Linked DNA regions of Mus musculus: region 1 is linked to region 2. A link is a contact called in public Hi-C data. All regions are on one chromosome and are shown on one strand. Each heading gives the region's core, a stretch centred on a gene start, on an enhancer-like site or on the middle of the called end of the contact. The rest is flanking DNA. Distances are from core to core; before and after follow the strand shown.

What was found. A called contact is a pair of places that touch in the nucleus more often than the background predicts.
Region 1: a Hi-C map of CD8 T cells shows a contact between it and region 2, with 2.3 times the contacts expected there. The contact joins the enhancer-like site here to the promoter of Anxa4 in region 2. A contact is called at or near these places in 20 of 39 promoter capture datasets (the 3T3-L1 cell line, 3T3-L1-derived adipocytes, the C10 cell line and 11 more), 13 of 15 datasets of contacts at CTCF or cohesin (CD8 T cells, the G1E-ER4 cell line, the NIH/3T3 cell line and 6 more), 312 of 484 Hi-C or Micro-C datasets (the 3T3-L1 cell line, 3T3-L1-derived adipocytes, the 4T1 cell line and 152 more), 55 of 115 datasets of contacts at active chromatin or transcription factors (the 230-238 cell line, CD8 T cells, the NIH/3T3 cell line and 34 more) and 6 of 9 other capture datasets (adipose tissue, bone marrow-derived macrophages, embryonic stem cells and 3 more).

Annotation. Positions count from the first base shown.
Region 1 is chr6:86,750,503-86,756,802 of GRCm38.p6, reverse strand. Anxa4 (annexin A4) reads left to right here. Exons shown (of 13, transcript NM_013471.2): 5 at 1,837-1,950; 6 at 2,910-3,000; 7 at 4,571-4,650; 8 at 5,684-5,740. Among named protein-coding and RNA genes, the nearest start is that of Gmcl1, 20 kb to the right of the region's middle. Within about 2 kb of position 2,537, at least 18 of the 459 cell types and tissues checked have an H3K27ac peak or open chromatin away from gene starts, as enhancers often do. A contact at or near this core is called in CD8 T cells, CD8 central memory T cells, DN3 thymocytes and 2 more, where this site is marked.
Region 2 is chr6:86,792,152-86,798,392 of GRCm38.p6, reverse strand. It overlaps Anxa4 (annexin A4), which reads left to right and starts at 4,809. Exons shown (of 13, transcript NM_013471.2): 1 at 4,809-4,884.

The sequences.
Region 1 (6,300 bases), core at 1,288-3,787, 39 kb after region 2:
CACGAGTGTGCCAGTTAATTTTAAAATGCCTTGGTTACCTCAAAGGCTGTGTGCATTCCTAAACCTTCCCCTGCTACCCCAGGCACAATCAGGGAAGTGGCCAGCGGCCATTTACTCAAATCTCACATGAGTGGTTGGCTTTATCTCCTGCTGCTACTGAGTCCCATTCTTCTTCCCCCAGTCCAGGCGATTCTGTCACTCCTCTCTACTTCCTACCGGCGCAACTCTCAGTGTCCCGCCCCTCACCCAGCTATCGTCCATTGGTATCTTTATTCGTAGACCAAAAAATAACTGGGGAAAAGGACCTTCAGCATCTGGACATGCAGATTAACAGTGTTAGCACCAATCTCCAATGCATGCATGGCAGCTAAAAAATTATCTCTTCACCCGGCATGCTCTAGATTTTGTCTGAACTCCCCACCCCTCCTTCACCCGAATTATTCAGCCCAGTCTTTCCACACATCACCATTAAAGACCCCCAACCCTTCTGCTTCTTTATTGAGAACCTTGTCTCTGTATATCGGTGCCCAGTGACTTCATGTCTAGTGCAGGTGTCTTGGGAGATGTCACCGCAGGGAATAGTGAAGCTGTTTCTCACAGATGGCTCCAAACTGCTTGTCACGGTGGGGAGGGATGGATGGGCAGGGCAGAGCTGACTCACTGCTCTCCAGAGCGGCTATAGATGAACTCTGGGCACTCCTGTAGGGAATGGGTCAGAGTGTCACCAACTGTCTCCAGAGCGCCATAAACTGTTCCCATCCCCGGGGAAACTGAAAGAGAACAGTAGCAGACATGGACAGTCAAGGGAGGTGTAGGCTATACATGGAAGTGCTTTATATACATTACATTACAACTGTTGTATCACACACTCGAAATTACCTTCAGAATGGAGCTAACCTATGGTAGTCTAAGATGACCAATATTAATAGACTTCTAATTCATTCATCCACTCATTCATTCGTTCAATCCACATTTGTAGATTTAACATAAAGATGTGCATGATAGAAAAATATATACGTAATCCCAGCACTGGGAGGAGACAGGAAACTATCTAGGGCTTGTTGGCCAGCAGTGAGCGCTAGGTTCAGTGGAAGAACCTGTAGACCTTAGTTGTAGAGAGTAATTGAGGAAGACCCCAGACATATACAACTGACCTTTATACACAATCATGCTTATGTGTGCATGCACGTGCATGTACACACACGGGTACAGACGCACAAACATTCGTACACATATGTGTATGTTTATACACAAAATACACAAAATACGGGGCCAGTGAGGTGGTTTACCGTGGGAAAGTGCTTCTTGCCAACAACCCATGAGTTTGGTCCCACATGATAGAAAGAACCTTCTCTCTTAGGTTGTCCTCTCACCTCCACTTGTGTACTGCAGCGCGCCTCCACACATAAATAAATGAATGTAATTATCAATTTAAAAAAGGAAAAAATAGCTATGTATTCAAAAATAAAATTTAATGAGAACAACACACACACACACACACAACCAAACCAAAACTTAGTGAGAGAGCTGGCATTGTTTTGCAAATCTCACTAAAGTTTGGCTTAATGGGAAATGGCCACACTCCCTTGTCTGCTATGCTGTGTGGTTTTGGTTGTAGTCAATAAGTAAAATCTGGTCATAGCTGGAAAAGCGGGAAGTACTGAAAAGGCTTCTGTGTGACTGCAGACATGCAGATGTGTCAGATGACTTAGGAAAATGCCACCTCGTGCTTCCAAGAGAGTGACAGCACAGGACACTCTTGCCCCATACTTGGATATGGCGGGCATGAGTGACAGTAGCTGCTAAAAGTAGACACATTCTTCTCGTTTGTTGCAGGACCTGATTGAGGACTTGAAGTCGGAGCTGAGCAGCAACTTTGAGCAGGTGATCCTGGGGCTGATGACACCCACAGTGCTGTATGACGTACAGGAGCTGCGGAGGGCCATGAAGGTCTGTGGTCCCCTTGAACTTTTGGTGTTTCCTGTGTACGTGGTAACGAGCTATCCTTCAGAAACATGACCGGCAGAGCTGGACCACGTGGCTCAGTGGTTGAGTGCTTGCAGCTCTGTCAGAGGGCTGTAGTTTACTTCCCAACACACAAGTGCTGGACAGCTCCCAACCACCAGTAACTCCAGCTTTAGGGGCTTTGACACCCTCTTCTGGCCTCCTTGGGCACTGCACTCACAGGGGCAGACCCACACACATCATCTGAAATCTTAAAGTTAAGATTGGCCTATGGTCGAACCCTTCTGAGATGGGGGAAGAGAGACAAGGAGAAACAGGTTTTCCCCTCTGGATAACTTGAAATATACATGGCTGTTGTAATTAAGAAATCCTCAAAGTTTGTTGAGCCATTTGTTGCTCCCTGGGGCTGATGGAAGAAACTGGCCCAATGTGCTGATAGGACCCAGGTGTTACGGGCAGGCACATTCTCTGTAGCTGAGCTGCTTGGCAGCAAGTGACTCTGAGAGGCCAGTGTAGCCGCCCTCCTTTGCTTATCAATGCTACTACACCGTGTAGAAGGTGAAACAGGGAGATAACATCTTTACCAGAACATTCTGACCTTCAGAGAAAGAGAGCAGAGGTTGAAGAAAGAGTAGAACCCCAGAGGGCAGAAACGGCACCTGACCTGTTATGACAAACAACAGATGGCAACTGGGCTCTACAAATGTGCATTATTATTAATAACGATATGGTAAACACACTGGGCTTGGGCGGGGCAGGTAAAAGTTAACAGGCCATGTTTCTAGACCCTGTGAGCTGCTATTATAATCTGCAGCTTCCTGCCTGCATTCTTTCTGAGTGTGGGACTCTGTTTTTAATTAGTAAATGCAATTGTATTTTACTTGTTTAGCTGTGCAAACTTGATCCACTGGCTCATGCCATCTCACCCCTGCCCTCACATTTAGGGAGCTGGCACGGACGAGGGCTGTCTGATTGAGATCCTGGCCTCTCGTACCCCTGAGGAGATCCGTCGAATCAACCAGACATACCAGCAGCGTAAGTAGCAGCCCCCCAGGCCCCGGCCCAGGTTGCCCAGGACTTGAAAGGAAGGCTCGTGACTATCACTTCTCAGCTATTAGATTTTCTCCCATTTGTTTTATTTATTTATCGTGAGTGTTCTGCCATATCTGTGGCCTACCCGGGTACTAGGGATGGAGCCCATGGTCTCTCACAAGCCAAGCCAGCTCTCTAGCACAGAGCTATACCCCATCATTGCTGGTCTCTGTGTTTTTAAAGTCAGTATGGATTGCTTCTGAGGCAAAGACTGTCACACAGTAGGGCCTCTTGCTCAGTGTTCAGAGCCTGAGCCTACACCTCGAGGGTCTGGAGTTAGAGCTCTGACCCTAGATTTGGAGTTAGTCCTCTAACCTGGAAGGTTTTGGATTTAGCTTCCAACCCTGACCTTAGCCCCATGAAGGCCTCTCGACCTCCACTGCTAGCTGAATAACAATCCAAGGGAAGCAAGAAGGCAGTCTGATTAACTCTGACCCTGAATAGTTTATTTTTGGCATATTTAAACACACCGCAATTTGGTGAAAATTTTCCTGGTGATAATTACTCAATCCTGTGTGTACAATAAAACTTAAGATGACTACTTCGAAACTCTGTAAAGTGATTGTGACATCTTCCATAAAGATATATTCTATAGATTGATGACATGTGATACCACCCATAAAGATAAATCCTATAGATTGACAAGTTCATGATAAGGGTCTGGGGAGGATCCCTGTGGTCTCAGCCACACAGAGAGCACAAAGGTCACCAGGATATTATCCAGATCTGCTCCCAGCCTTCTGGGAAGATAACAGGTTATATATCCCTTCCTTTGAAGGAGCGTGTGTGTGTGTGTGTGTGTGTGTGTGTGTGTGTGTGTGTGTTTAACACTCCTGGATCTCCTTGTGCTTATGTGAGCACAAGAACCCTCCATGTCTCCCTCACAGGCCCACCCAGGATATGGAGTTAGCCCCCAACCCTGACCTCAGCCCCAGGATTTGGAGTTGACCCCCTAACCCTGACACCTGTTCCATGGTAGCTTCTGGGGCTGTAGAGAGTGTGACTCTTAGGGAGCTCTGTTAGAACTTTTCTGGGGACTTGTGTCCAGTGACACTGGTCACCTTGCCAGCTTCCATTCAGACACATAGCATTTGCATAGCAAAGTCACAGACAGAAGGAGACCAAGGAGGACTCCAGCCCACCTTCATCGTAAGAGACAGCTGTCGATCCTTCCCACTGTGACAAATTAGCACCTGGGTCATTTTTTTTTTAAACCAAAGTTGTTTTGTTGTTTGTTCTGTTGTTGTTCTGTGCTAATGGGCTTTGTTAGAATTGCTGATAGGAGCATAGGCGAAAGATTGCCTACAGGAACATGGGTACTTTACCCATCAATGGTTATACCACTTAACTCCAACCTGGGGCCTGGCAGAGTTGAGATTTTGAAAGCCTCACTTGGTACCACCTTGGTTTGTGCTGCTGGCTGTGCAGGTGGGATGGGACACATAGCAGGCCGGAGGGTGGCAGCATTGGGCAGGTCTCTGTTCTGATGTACCCATTTCCAATTTTTTGGTAGAATATGGAAGGAGCCTTGAAGAGGACATCTGCTCTGACACATCCTTCATGTTCCAGCGAGTACTGGTGTCCCTGTCGGCGGTGCGTGGCTTCCTCAGTCCTGCCTTCTGACAGGGGATGCTGGGTTGATTGAAACACTCACTCTCTGCCCTTCATCCGTTCAGTCTCCTAAACATGGATCTGCCCGGGGCATCGTTCGTGGGCAGAACGAACTCTCTGTCCCTACATCATTATCTCTCCTCCAGAGACCCTGGCTAGCCATGCATGCACAACCATTTCTTCTACTTTAATTCACTGTCCACACGGCCCAAGTTCATGTCAGCTATTGGATTATAAGGATATTGAGAGACTTCCTGTGTTTTAGATGTTTCTGCTGGGCAGGGTTGGAGAGGTTAAGATTGCCTCTTGCTCTTGCAGAGGATCTGAGTTAACTCTGAGCATCCCAAGTGGATGGCTCACAACCACCTCTCACTCCAGGTCCTGGAGATATGATACTCTTTTCTAACCTCTGGAGGCACCTTTGCTCACATGGTGCACGCGCACACACGCGCGCACACACGCACACACACACACACACTTTTTTTCATCCTTTTTTAAAAAAACAGCCTACCAATCTGGAGGGCAGTACCTATCTTTCACTCCTTAGTGTTCCTCCAGGGGCTCCTCCAGGGGTTCCCATGGCCTTCCATGCTGGAACTGATGTATTTGGGGTTGGCATTGCATCAGCTTTCCAAGTTCCACCTCAGGTCTAGCGTTCTCTCGACCATGAAGACTGGTCAGTCAAGAAGGCTGAGTCAGCTGAGTTAGTGCAATGGTGGGAGCACGGGGTAGGGGTGGGATAGAAAGATGTATTGCCCTTCTACTAGGAAGACACCTTTGCAACATCAGGAGTCACAGTGGGGCCCACACTCTGCTGGGACCAACTCCAGAGCATAGATCCAAGCCCTGTGACAGAAGACAACAGTCCTAACTCCTTAACCTGAAGACCCAGCTTTTACTGCCTTCTTGTCTTAGTGCCTTGGGTTTCCAGGTCTTCTGTCTTAAGAGTCCCTACCGTCTCCATGGGTACTTGCTGCCATGGTTACTTGTGTACCTCTCTTCCATCTTCCCACAGGCTGGCAGGGATGAAGGAAATTACCTTGATGATGCTCTTATGAAGCAGGACGCCCAGGTTTGTGGACCGCAACTTCCTTCTTGCAGTTTCTTCTCTAAGACAGGCCTCACTTGGTTGGTGGACAACCGCTTCTACTTCAGGGTGTGTTAGTCCAACTGAGGTGTGTTATGAGAAAGACTCTCATAGACAGTCTTTATGATTAACAGGTCTTTCAACACTCCTGGATTCCAGATCTCTTCCTCACACTGAGGACACAACAAGGATCCTAGGGAAGCACCAAGCCTCCCCCTCCTCTCTCTCTCTCTCTCTCTCTCTCTCTCTCTCTCTCTCTCTCTGTGTGTGTGTGTGTGTGTGTGTGTGTGTGGCCAAGGAACGGAACCCAGGACGTGCCCCACGCTATGCAAGTGCTCAGCGCTGAATGTCACAGAGGGAAGGAGCTGCCTCTGCTCTTCATACTTCCCTAAAGAGAACATGAGGTGGGACCTGTGAACACCATGTGACTTTCAAAAGAGAGCTGCTGCCCTGGCACTCAGCACACTGACGGCTGTCCTGACATTTGTCCCTGTGGCCAAGTAGCATACAAACCCTGGGCCTTTTGTAAAGCCCAGCATGCCCAC
Region 2 (6,241 bases), core at 3,560-6,059:
CTAGGGAGGCAGAGGCAGGTGGATTTCTGAGTTCAAGGCCAGTCTGGTCTACAGAGTGAGTTCTAGGACAGCCAGGGCTATACAGAGAAACCCTGTCTCAAAAAAGAAAAAAGAAGGAGGAGGAGGTGGAGGAGGAGGAGGAGAAGGAAAGAAGAAGGAGAAGGAGGAGGAGAAGAGGAGGAGGAGACGAGGAGGAGGAAGATCATCAGAGGACAACTTGCCAGAGTCATTTCTATCATGCTGGTCCCAAGAATCAAATTCAGGTCACCGGGCTTGATGGCAGGTGAATCATCTCACTGGCTCAGTCTTTCTTTTGTTTTTATATTTTTAACTTAAAAGATCTTACTTATCCTTTAAAAAAGTAAAGATCAAGTTTAGTTCCCTGACTATCTTCTTAAAGGATGTCTACTCTATCTCTCTCTTTTTTTGAAATAGAGTTTCATGTAGCTCAGGCTTGCTTGAGTTTCTTAAGTAGCCCAGGTTGGCTTTGAACTTCTGATTCCTCTGCTTCACAAGTGCTGGGATTTGTCAGGCACCACCACCTCCAGATGAAGTTCCAGTGTAACTAAGTGTCCTGAATTTTGTCCAGCAATCCCACAAGTGAGATCTGCAGCTACCTGCTAGAGGCAGAGAAAGAGAGGAAACAGAAAAAGATGGGGGTGGGGGGCGGTGAGCAACAGTCTTTTTATACTGAAGCCAGGCTCTTACCTGGCTGTTGCTAGGTAACTGTTGGGCGGTGCTTAGAGGAAAAGCTAACACCTGCCCTTGTGAGTGGGTGAGGCTTGACAGCCGCCTTTATTAACCTTAGTATTGCTTCCAGTTTCTCTTTATGGTTTTGCTCTTAGATGCTCCAGAGAGAGACTCCAATCTCCCAACTCTATGATTATAATCCCAGCACCAATGTTCTAGGTGCCGAACAGGAACAGTTCAATATTTACCACCTTGATGTCAATAGAGTAACCCTAGGCCTGGGTAAGTCTCCTACCCTAGATTAAAGGTGGCCGTGCATCCCTCAGATATGCTCACCATCATGCAGATACAATTAGCAGTGGATCCCTAGATCCCAGTGGGTCTTAGTGACTACAGTTGTACAGACTGCAACAGACATGTTTGATCTTGAAGCCTAGACAGTAAGTTACTGGGTCTTCTACAGCGTTCTTTCTGGTAACCCTGAACTTCCGCACAGGATATCTGACTTTAGGTGGCTATGGAATATGCAGGTTCTCTGGTGGATGGCACCACTGAGCGCAGTCCTCCACTCTCTTGTCATAGTGCCTGCCACGTTGCTCAACACATGAAGGAATCCTCCAGGTTGGCGAACATAGCTAGCCTGCTCTTGCAATCAGCCTCTGTTGATGGCACAGTGGCAGGAAGCATTGGGCATGCCTAGCCCAGCACTGTCCAAATGCGGACCCACAACATCATGAATGTTAACAAGACAGAAATAAAGTGGTCGCCGTTTTAAGTAAAAGTGTCAGGCTGCCTTTGACCGCCAAAGTACCTTGACTGAATCTGGCATCCTTCTGGAGAAGGCCCTTCCAATCTTCCAGCCTTCTACCTGGGTGAAAGAGGAGAGGTGACAGCTGAGCAGAGGGGACAGAGCACCAGCTGCCACCTGAACAGATTTCCGATGGAGAGCCTGACTTCAGTCTTCCCTGGATATCCGCTTTCAGAGGCATCTGGTAAAGCGACCGAGTCCTTCAGAGCTCAGAAATGAGGTCACATTTCACGATGCTTCTCGGCTTTCTCTTGGCACTGGGCTCTCCTTTCTCAGGCTGATTAAGACAGTTATCACCTGGCTTTCTGCTTCCCAGTTGCCAGAGAGGAGTTAGTCTTGAGAGATGCTTGTTTATGTCGTCTAGGGAGTGGATCTAGGGTCTTGTGTATGCTTAGCACGTGCTTCACCACCAAGCTACATCCCTGGGACTATTGATAGGTTTTTGGTTTTTTTTTTATTGTTTCTTTGAGACAGGGGTTCATGTATCCCAGGCTGGCCTTGAACTTGCGATGTACCCGAGGATGATCCTGAATTCCTGATCCTTCTGTTCTACCTCCCAAGTGCTGGGATTACAGGTGTGTACCACCAAGCCCAGTTTTGTTGTGGGAAAAAAAAGTCTACTCTTGCTTTCATTCAACTTCAGGAAAATCTGAAGTAAATACTGTTAGGTCTCAAACCCTGGGGCACACAGCTGAGGTGCCTACCTAACACATTAAAGTAAACTGGGGGGCCAGGTCCTCCCTGCACCCCTCAAACCCTGCCTGTTAGAAGGTCTTCCTGGCAGGCACACCCTATCCTCTACTCTGAATTCTCCAGCCCAGGGGTTGGGTGCCTTTTCCTGTATAATCCAACCTTTTGATTACTCTGCTCTCTTCTGGGCAACCTGGACGCTGCACCTAGTTCTCCTCTCTTACTTCTCCCCCTCTCTCCACATGGCTCAGGGTCCTGTCCACTCTGACACTGGCTATGCTCTCCCACATACCATACCTATAATAAACTTACTCCTCCACCATACCTAGGAGCTGTCATGTTCTTTCCTTATTATTTTTTCTTTTCCTTTTTCTTTTATTTTTTTCATTCATCTGCTACTGAAACCTGGGCGTGACATAGATGAGTTCCCTCCCCTAAGGAACTCCTCCCAATCAAGCCTGCTGCTGATCTGACTCTCCTAAGGTATGCCATCCAGGAGGGTGCCTGACACAGGTCGGGACAGGCAGGATGCAGTGAGAACATGGCAGCCAGCGTCTGTTAAGTAACTTGGCCATTTGTTCTGGGCTTGAAATCTAACAGATATGTGTATTTATTTTGGTATTTAAAAATGTGTATGGGTGTTTTTGTCTGTATGCATGCATGCCTGTGCACCACTTGCATGCCTGATGCCCATGGAGACCAGAGGAGATTGTTAGATCTCTTGGAACTGGAGTTAAAGATGGTTGTGAACCACCATGTGGGTGCTGGGAATTGAACCTGGGATCCTCTAGAAGAGCAGTCTGTGCTCTTTTCATTCATTTATATATATATATTCTTCGAGACAGGGCTTTTCTGTGTAGCCCTGGCTGTCCTGGAACTCACTCTGTAGACCAGGCTGACCTTGAACTCAGAAATCTGCCTGCCTCTGCCTCCCAAGGGCTGGGATCAAAGGCGTGCGCCACCACTGCCTGGCGCTCTTCTCATATTTATAAAAAAATTATTGTTTTACTTTATGTATACAAGTACTTTGTCTGCAAGTGTGCAGGTACATCATGTGTGTGCCTGGTGGTGCCTAATTTTGATATCTTTAGTGTGAAGTCTGAGTCCTTAAGTTGAACAGCTCTATTCATTGTTTTGTCGCTCTGGGTTAGATCAGGTCCCCAGAAGTAAGACAAGATGCAGATGCCCTGTTAGTGCACTCCTGGGCATTCCCAGGAGAGCCTGCCATCTGTTGGAAGAAGTCGCATGTCACCTGTCAGAGCTCAGAAAGAGTCAAGACTCCTACTGGAGGTCAGCCCTTCCCTGATCCCAGACCTCAGATCCCAGATGAGCCTGGGTCAGATGGAGTCCTGGCCTTTGTTTCCCATAAAAGACTCAGGTGGGGACTAGCACTGAGTCTTCCCCGAAGACAGGTCTTCAATTCCCAGCAGCCAAGGGATCCTATGCTGGTGTGTAGACATACAGACAGACAAAAATCTGTACACATAAAATAAGTAAAATGCACACGTATTTATATGTAATAGTAAAAGCCTCTGTCTGTGGCTTCCCTACCTGGGCTAGGGCAGACTTTGGGAGAAGTGACATCAGAGGCCTGTGGCCTGGTTGCACTTGCTATAAAGATCAGCTTAGCTGTGGGCTAACTACAGTTCCTAGACACTAACCTTTATCCACCCCCCACCCCACCTCCCCTGCATGTAATTACTTTTAAAAGGATACAATAGTCTTGAATCTTCATTTTGTCCTTCCTATTACCATGATTAATTTTGTCTTCCCTTGTGGAAGCTTAGAAACATATAGACTTTGGAACATGAAAAAACAGGCCCAAGTCTAGATCAGCCTTCCTCCTCCTGACCCCCTCAGCCTTCCTCCTCCTGACCACACAATAAGCCACCTCCTCTAGCTACAGTTGCTGATACAATTTAAAATAATGACCACCTAGGTTTTGGTTGGCTAGAGAGCAAACACTGCCCAAAGCGACCCATTCTTTGTTAAATGAAATTGGAGGTTGCCTGTGGAGCCTCTGTTGCCTGCACCTGCCTCTGTTCTTCAAGCATTCATTATCCTTGTAGCAAGAGGCATGTGCCTCCGTGTCCAGCAAGGAGCCAGAACCAGGCTGGCTAGCAACCAAGAAATGCTTCAGTTGGAAGTTTAGTGGGAAACCCAGAGTTGCTTCTAACCCCGGTCCCAACGGTGACCTGTACCTGTCTCCGAGAACCCTTCCCCTGACTTTGAGGATTGCATCTGTCTTCTTTAAGGGAGGCGTGCAACTGCTGAGAATTTTCTGGAACGTATGTTATAATGTGAAAGGAGGACATGGACTGTGTCCTCAGATGTCACGTTCTGATTTTTCAAGTTACACTCTAGACTGGAGCGCCGAGGCCCCAAGTACGTTGTGCGACCCCAGCAGGACGCGAGGCTGAGACCCTGGGAGTCTGGTTGTGCAGGGTCAGGGTCCTGAGTGGGCTCGCTGTCCTCAGTGGGGTTAAAGGCCGAGTGCGTGATCTGCCTCAGGCCCCTCCTGGTGCTGGGGGCGATTCTCGTGCTCTAGCTGCGCTTCTCCGGGGAGGGACTTTCCTGTGGGCAAAGGGACAACCAGGAACTTGGGCTCAGTCTCCACCCCGAGACTGGGCGGGTCCTATCGGCCGGGACGAGGGTGTGGCATTCGCCGTAGTCTAGAGCCTTTCTCCGCACCAGAGGTAAGGGGCTTAGGGCAGTGGTCCGGACCTCCGCCGCGGGCTCTGGGGTCTGGGTGTGGGTCCTAGGCTCCGGGCAGGTGTCCTAGGCTCGGACCTGGAGATCTAGACTTCATTTGGGGAATCCTAGGCTGGGTCGCAGCTGGGGCCTGGAAACCTGAACTTAACCTCGGGATCCTGGGCTCGCCCGCTGTCCTAGGCTTGGACCTGGGAATCTTGGGCTCCTGCCGGTTGTCCTAGACTGTGGCTGGGGATCTTGGGCTCAGGGACCGGGTGCTGTGACCAGAGGCGGGTTCTTTGGGCCACTTGGCTCCGCGCCCTGGAAGCGTGAGGTCCCGGACCGGAGCAGCCACCTGGGAAACGTGGGGAGGAGCAGGCAGTGCCGCACGGTGCACAGCACTCCTGCAGTCCTTTGCTGAGTCAAAGCCCCCCCGGGACTCCGCACTGAGGATAAGCCACTGAGTTAACATTCTCTGAAGCTCACTCCAGCACTACTTGTGTTGCCTTTTCTTTTTGCAAGTAAGTTTGCTTTCTCGTCTTCTTAGGGCGCTCCTCGCCTCTCTTGTAGCGAACGGTCTCCACACAGTGCCTGGCGCCCAGGAATCATCTTATTCTTAGTTTTTATTCTGTGTCTGCCTGTGTCTACATTTTAACTTAGTCCTCGGTGCTTTGACCAGTTGGAGACTTTGGCGCCTAAGACAATTGGCGGTTTAACACTTTGCTGGCTCAATGTGCACCTCAAGGGTATGAAAGCCTCCATTTACTGGAGGAGCACTCTGGGCCTTAAGCAACTGCGCCTTTCATTAAAACTGGGCACTTTAGTGGATGGTGGAAGGATGGATAGGATGGCCGGTTGTTACCTATCCCTCTGCCCATCATTCCCAGACTCACTGTTTCCTTAGGTGGGAAGCAACTCCATTTATGGCCGTGAGTCCCTAGAGAACGGAGGAGAGAAGAACAAGAAGAGAGGACCAGGCATATATTCAGTTGATAGCGTGCCCCCAGCACACCAGAAGCCTTGGGTTTTATCCTTGGCTCCAAATAAATCAGGTGTACGTTTGCCTTTGAGGACAGTTTGGAGAAAATGACAGTCCCAACCCAAGCAACACCCTTTTGGAAGCTTCCCGTTTTAGATTTAAAAGGAATAGAATCTCATACTTCAGGACAATCGGTAGTTCAGGGTAATATTGGAGGGTAGTCTGGACTATTCGAGATCTGGCCTTCAAAAAAAGAAAGACCCAGCCAACAAAAAACCAAAACCAACACAAGAGTAGTAGGTAGGGGCTGGAGGTCTTGGTTCAAGAACACTCGATGCTCCCAGTACCCACTCCAGATGGCTCCCAACTGCCTGAAGCTCCAG